Regions from separate parts of the Gossypium hirsutum genome. Here region 1 is linked to region 2. Evidence: chromatin contacts called from public Hi-C data. All regions are on one chromosome and are shown on one strand. Each heading gives the region's core, a stretch centred on a gene start, on an enhancer-like site or on the middle of the called end of the contact. The rest is flanking DNA. Distances are from core to core; before and after follow the strand shown. Region 1 holds the start of LOC107952027 (mitogen-activated protein kinase kinase kinase 3). Region 2 has its middle 8.7 kb from the start of LOC121216018.

What was found. A called contact is a pair of places that touch in the nucleus more often than the background predicts.
Region 1: a contact with region 2 is called in a Hi-C map of leaf, with 4 times the contacts expected there. The contact joins the promoter of LOC107952027 here to the enhancer-like site in region 2. A contact is called at or near these places in 12 of 34 Hi-C or Micro-C datasets (anther, fibers, hypocotyl and 3 more).

Annotation. Positions count from the first base shown.
Region 1 is chrA02:12,227,943-12,231,487 of Gossypium_hirsutum_v2.1, reverse strand. It overlaps LOC107952027 (mitogen-activated protein kinase kinase kinase 3), which reads right to left and starts at 2,225. Exons shown (of 8, transcript XM_016887265.2): 1 at 1,766-2,225; 2 at 812-1,075; 3 at 641-728; 4 at 146-382; 5 at 11-70. The coding sequence starts at 2,151.
Region 2 is chrA02:12,108,968-12,112,594 of Gossypium_hirsutum_v2.1, reverse strand. No RefSeq gene overlaps it. Among protein-coding and RNA genes, the nearest start is that of LOC121216018, 8.7 kb to the right of the region's middle. Within about 2 kb of position 1,949, at least 1 of the 9 cell types and tissues checked has an H3K27ac peak or open chromatin away from gene starts, as enhancers often do. A contact at or near this core is called in leaf, where this site is marked.

The DNA.
Region 1 (3,545 bases), core at 976-3,475, 120 kb before region 2:
GAATAGGTACCTCTGGTGCCATCCAATAAGGGCTTCCTTTAAAAGAAAGCATTGAAGAACAAGATGTCATCTGGATTTTAAAACACAAATTCATCAGAAACATCTTCCCTTACTAAAAACACAATGTTAATAGTTAAATCCGTACATGTTTAGCCATTCCTAAATCAGCAAGCTTGATTTCACCATTAGGATCTACCAGTATGTTGGCTCCTTTGATATCCCTATGTACTGTATTCCTTGCATGTAAGTAAGCCAAGCCACTGAGTATTTGCCTTGTGTAACTTCGGATAACAGGTTCCTTGAATGGTCCATATTCACCTAGTAATTTGTGTACTGAACCCCCTGAAACGTATTCCAAGTAAACCGAAAGCTTGTCTGATCCCTGCATAAATTAAACTTGGATTGTTTCAACTTATTGACCAAACTTGTAAACAAATTGGATTAATAGACATGTAAAGGCTGCCAAGCCGAACCAGTTCACTCCCATAATTTTGGACAATGTTTGGATGAGACAACTCACTAAGCAAGGATATCTCCTGTTTCGCATTAGAAGAAAAAGATTCTAATCAATAACCCCCAAACATTGCCATGAAAGAAACGATGTTTTAAGACACTGAGATTTTGTAAAAACCAGACCAACCTGGTTCAGTTGTTTGAGACATTCTTTTGATGTTTGATCATCTGTAATGACCTTAACTTCCTTCACTGCACACATTGTTCCATTTTCACTGTTGGAAAAAGTAATATATAAAGCTTTTTCTTTTGAATTCATTCATATGAAAGGGCAATGAAATTATATCAAATATTTTACCTATTAAATCCAGCATAAACATGTCCAAATGTCCCTCTTCCTAGAAGCTTCCCTTTCTTCCATTTAGATGGAGATTTCTTTGGAGGTTTATTAGGTGAAGTAGGAGGAGGAAGGGGAAGACGATGACATGGATGTTTCTCAGTTGGGGACTCTAAACTGGCATCCCATGGTGACAGATATCGAGGTGATTGATGCATATACGAAGCTTTTGATCCTGAATTTGAGCCTTTTGACCATAAGTTGCTGTTATTTTCTTCATATACTCTGCAACCAAATCATAAACTATGTCACTTATATATCAGAGTTTTTATATTAATATTTTCTAAAAGAATCATGTGAGCACCGTAGCTTTAATGATGTTAACAACAGGGGAACCACCAGATGAACGGTATAAAATATCCAGCTATTATATTTGCCTTTTCTTCATTAAGGCAAAAGAAAATACATTAATTAGTATTACAAGTTTGGTAGATGATAACCGACACATTTCTGCACATAGCTTTTCAGGCACTTAAATTATAAATTATATGTTAAATAATTTGTCATAAATGATAATTATATCTTCTATTTTACTTTTTTGTTTTTGTTAATAATTTTTTATGCTAAATATATTCGATTGTTTACTGTAACATTGAAGCAATTCATTTTATCATTTTTTTCTTTAATTTTTAATCAATTTCTTTTTAGTTTAAAATGCCTAAATTTACTTAAAAGTTAAATATAATTTAATTTTATAATAATTCAATATTTTCATTATTTTTTAATGTTGTATATAATTTGATAAAGAAATATAAAACAAAGAGGGTGAAGTTTTCTGAAAATCAAACCAGTATTGAGTGGAAATTTATGGAATTTTCACTAAAATCTGTATCAGATAGTTATTATTTGATCTTCATGAGCAAAACAGAAGATGAAACAAGTTTTTTAAGGAACTTGAGAATATAAGCTACAAACCTGAAGGAACTGAAATCCCCATGAATATCATCATCATCATCATCATCATCAGAAGATTCATTTGAGGTAACACTTGAAACTGACACCCTTTCTGAACCAAAACTTGAACCCCTTTGATGGGACTCCATTGATGCCCTACATGAAGAAGCTGAAGGCTGTGGCAATGGATAAGCTTTCTTCTCCCTACTTTTACTTCCTAAATCTGAATCAGAATCCCACAACACTGAACACCCATGAAAGGAGATTGGATGAACTTCAATATCATAACTGTTTCTCGGAGATTTTTTACTCGCTGCAGCTGCTTCATGCAAGCCTTTTGGCTTCTCCATGCTATGTTTATTGTTGTTCCTTGTTGTATATGTTTTCTTCATGCTCTTTTCTTCCATATAATAAAGCACTGTGTGAGGAAGAACTAAGTAAGTTTTAGGCTGAAGTTGTGCTTTATGAACCCACTTGTTTATATAGTGGTTAACATTAATGTGATACCGCGTGCTTGCCTGTATATACACGGGTGTGTTTATCTACCGAGGCCTTCCACTGGCTACTTGGTGGTTTGAAATGATTTAATGTACGTCCAATCCTACGGTAAAATTTTATGACAATCCATTTTTGATATAAAATTAACTTCAGGTATCTTTTGATTTTCGAATTAAAATGGATGGTACCTGGATAGAGTCAGGTCTTCTCCATTTTTGGTTTGTTTTTGGATAGGAAATCAATATTACTTGGAAGAAACTTCGAAAATAAGCATATATCTAAGGACATTTACTTGACTCTTTGATTATCTGCAATTAGCCTTTATATGTTCATTATAAGAGCAAAAGATTGGTCAGATTATTACATAATGATGACGAATTTATGATTCCAAAGCAAAACAGAAAAACATATTGTCACTTCTTAAATTCTCCATTTTAAAACAATAAATCAGAGCAGATCAAATACATTCAATTATGAGCATCTTTTCAACTGCACAGCCTTGTCCTTAAATATACCATTAACCACTTTTTTCCTTAACAGTCAATCACTAACAAAGATCTTGCATCTTGTTGTATCAGACAACCTTTTCTTTTTATATAGGAAAGGATTGTAACTTGTTAATGGAGGGAAACTTGCTAATAGAAGAAAAGTGTTAGAAAACCCAACAATTCCAACCCTAACTTATTAAATGTCACCTTTCGAAAGACAGACATAAGCTTTTTGGTTTTAATGCTTTGTCTTCTTCTGCACATTTGACTTGTCTGCAACTTCTCCAATACAGAAAATTGCTTCCATGAGAAAAACACAGATTTGGAAAATTCAAACAAGTGCAAGCCACGAAGACAACATTCAGTACTCATCAACTTGGTTTCAACTGCATGCATGCCGCCCTGGTGGACATGGCAGTGGATAAATTATTGATGAAATACATGGCGTCAAAATGCTCTCCGCTACATTTTAGATATTATTGGTTTTGTGTCCCATTATAATAAAACCGAAGTGGACCTTACTGCATTGATGAATTGTCTTTGTCAGCTAAACAATTTGCAAAACCAGCAACTCCCCCCCCCCTCCTCTTATGGTGGAAAACCGCTGCCTTTCCTTTTCTGTTAAATGTCCACAACCTATATGATGATGTATGTTAGTTTTCTTATTTAGGGTGGACCTTTTAATTATGCATGAAAACATATGGAAACTTTTGACATTAGAATTCACAGTTTTGGCCATTGTTTCAAAGACATTAAACTCGGCAGATGATTGGTTATTCTCGTACACACTACAAGAAAAATGAGTATTTAATTTG
Region 2 (3,627 bases), core at 700-3,199:
ATAAAACCTTAAATTTATCACTCGACCAAAGTTATTTTTTATACAATTTAATTTTATTATGTACACTTTATTACTCTACCAATTGTATATATTAATAAAATTGAGATGATGTTATAAAATAATTCGATACCAACTTAGCATTGATAACAACACCACGATAAATAATTGTATTCATTTAGTATTCTTAATGATATATTCATATGTTTAAATTTAGTTTTACTTACAATTTAATCTAATTTTATTTATTTTAATATCATACATATTTCTTATATTATTAATTAATTCTAAACCATACATTTCATTATTTATTGTATGTTATTTTTAAACATATATTTGTATTCTAAATATGTAGTTTCTATACGCATACTCATGTGATAAAATTTCTAATTTATCATAAACCGTTGATTAAATTGATATCATGAGTTAATCATGTATCAACTCAATTTAGAAAAGACAAAAATATCCTCACTTTACAAAGTGAATTATACTATTTTGAGGGAATTTTTATCATTTTATATCTTTTACAAAAATAAAAAATAAAAAAATATATACACACAATAAAATTTGAATCCATGTCTCTTTAATTTTCCATATTTATGATTTATATTTTACCATTAAGCTAAAACCTCATTTATTATTTATATCAATTTTTAAAAAGACATATTTATTACATAATTTTATTTTTCACGCATATTATGAATTTACCATAATCTGATTATTATTATTAGTTTCAAATTTTCTATTTCATATAAAACATTTATTACATGAAATTTTAAATGCAGACATATATTCTAAATACTGTGATAAATTTTTAAATTTTACTAATTTCCCTTATAAAAGTTAAAACATTTTTTTGTAATAATATGATAAATTTTATTTTATGCTGGAATTATTTTTTTACAAAATCCAGAATTTAGTTAGTAAAAAAAATTGAAGGAACTGACAAATTTGATAAGGACTTAATGAGTATTTCACTATTAAAAAAAAAGTAGCAAAACTTTAAACCAATAAATTTGATTTGAATGATCCAAAAACAAATTCTTTTGAAGAAAAAAAGTTAATTTGAATAAATCCAAAAACAGTGAACTTTTTATCATAATCCTGTGGGCTAGGCTAGAACCAGAAGAGCGCATATATCTCCCTCTAATTGGATCAAAGTCAGTAGAAAATAACTAAAATATTCTTTTCAATAAATATTTATGTAAAAATTAAAAAACTACTTAAAAAAAATACAATATCAAAGTTTAAACTTATAACTAATACTTCAAAGGAATGTTATACTTTAGTTTTTTTTTTTGGCTAAATATATAGATTGACCCCTAAATTTGGTAACTTTTCTCAAATTGGCTCTAAACTTTTTTTTATCGCATTACTTCCTAAAGTTGGCATCTCTTACATAAATTGGTCTTTATTGTTAACATCGTTAGTTTTTTAAGGCTTAATATATAGATTAACCCCTAAATTTGGCAACTTTTCTCACATTGACCTCTATTTTTTTTGAATCATATTAGTCCCTAAAATTGACATCCACTAAACATATTAATCCCTACACTAACACAATTTGTTTTTGAAGAATATGCTGATGTGGACAAGTATGAGAGCGACACGTGAAGAAATAAAGGGACGACATGTAGATTCATTTTTCTTAAAACATTAAAAAAAAACTTTAAATTTTGAAAAAAATTCAAAAAAATTGAATATATAAAAAATAAAATTTTAACCCCATACTTATCCACATCAACAAATTCTTAAAAAAATACACGGTGTTAATGTAGAGACCAGTCTATATAACACATGCCAACCTTAATAACCAATATGATAAAAGAAATTTAGGGATTAATATGAGAAAATTGTCAAATTTAGGAGCAAATCTATTAACATGTATAGCGTATAGAATAAAAGTTAATTAATGTGTGTTTTCTGAAAAAAGAAAAATTTAATTAATGTGTGGCTCACGGATGCACAGGGACAAAAAGCACTACACTGCACCCTATTAACATGTGGAGAGGACTACATTACTTAATATGTTATCCAAAATTCGGATTTTTATCAACGGTGATTATACGACCGCTCCAAAAAGGATAAACGAATACCACGTTAATTTCCTTCAATATACTGAATTTTTTGTGTTTTATTTTGGTGAAAATTTTTAATTTATCGTTAAATTATTTAAATTTATAATTTTAGCCATTAAATTTGAAACTGTTGGATAACATGACTGTCATAAACTATATTAATGATGGTTTAATTATGAGAATGTTTTTGTTTTAATTATCTAATTATAAAAAATTTTCAATTTAATCATTAAATTTTTTTAGTCACCATATCTTTAATAACAAATTTAGTCATTCAATATTTATATCATCTATAAATTAGTTCAACTTTTTAAAAAATTTAAAAAATTTAACATTTAATATTTACAAAATATATTAATTTCATGTTAGGTGGTGTTATTCACTGCAATAAAATTCAAAGGTTTCTAGTTTCTTATGCCACAAAAAATCTTAAGCTGTTGGTAAATTTTTTTTTAACACTTTAGATTAAACAATGTTTTTTCGACACTAGAAAATTCAAAGGTTTTTAGTTTCCGACGCCAAAGAGATAATAAATCGTCAGAAAGTTGTTTATTATTGTTTTTGTTGTAAATTTTTATGTTAAAATAGTGGTTCTTTTGTGCCTAAAAAACTCAAGTCTTACTAGCGTCAAATAAAAAACTATTAAAAAATTTTCTAGAGCCAAACACTAGTAAGAATGTTTAGAGTTAAAATTTATTGATATTTTTTAGAATTAAGACTAAATTGATAGAACATATAAATATTGAATGGTAAAATTTGTTATTAGACCAATAAAAAAAGGCCATGTCCAACGTTTGTTATAACTTTAATGGCATGTTACTAAAAAAATTAATTTTGGAAACATTAGTGACTAAATAATTTTTTATATAGTTGGATTATCAAAACAGAAACACTCTCATAGTTGAGTGACCATTCATGTAGTTTATAATGGCCGCATCATCTAGTTGTTTCAAACTTAGTGACACAGTGATTAATAAAAATAAATTCGAATAGTTTAGTGATCAAATTAAAAATTGTCATAATTAGGTGACTAAAATAAGAACTTGCAAAAATTCAGTGGCTAATTAAGTAGTTTACCCATTTCTTTTATTCATACTATATATTAAGCACTTGATTAAGTTACTGTCATGAGCCAATCAAGCATTAAATCGATTGAGTATTGATGAAAATACTCTTACTTTACATGTGAAAAATTGAACGCCGATAATGACAATGAATTGCAAAGAAAGAGAGAAAAGAACATGTAAAATTTTACGTGGAAATCCTTTCGGGAAAAAACAACGAGCAAAGAAGAATAAAATTTACTATGTCGAAATTCGAATTTTACAATAGGAATATAGGTTACGTTTATTTATAGGTTTGTAAAATTATATTTAATGAAAGTCAAATAAAAGTAATGCAGTAAAGTTAAAATACTTTATTCTAATCAACATCAAATAGAGGAAGTAAACTTCTATATGGATTTCACTTCGGCACTAGCCTTTGCCCTCGTAGAACCCCTATCTTGCCACTTGTATTTTATTTTAACAGGAATTTAAGTCACACAACTCTA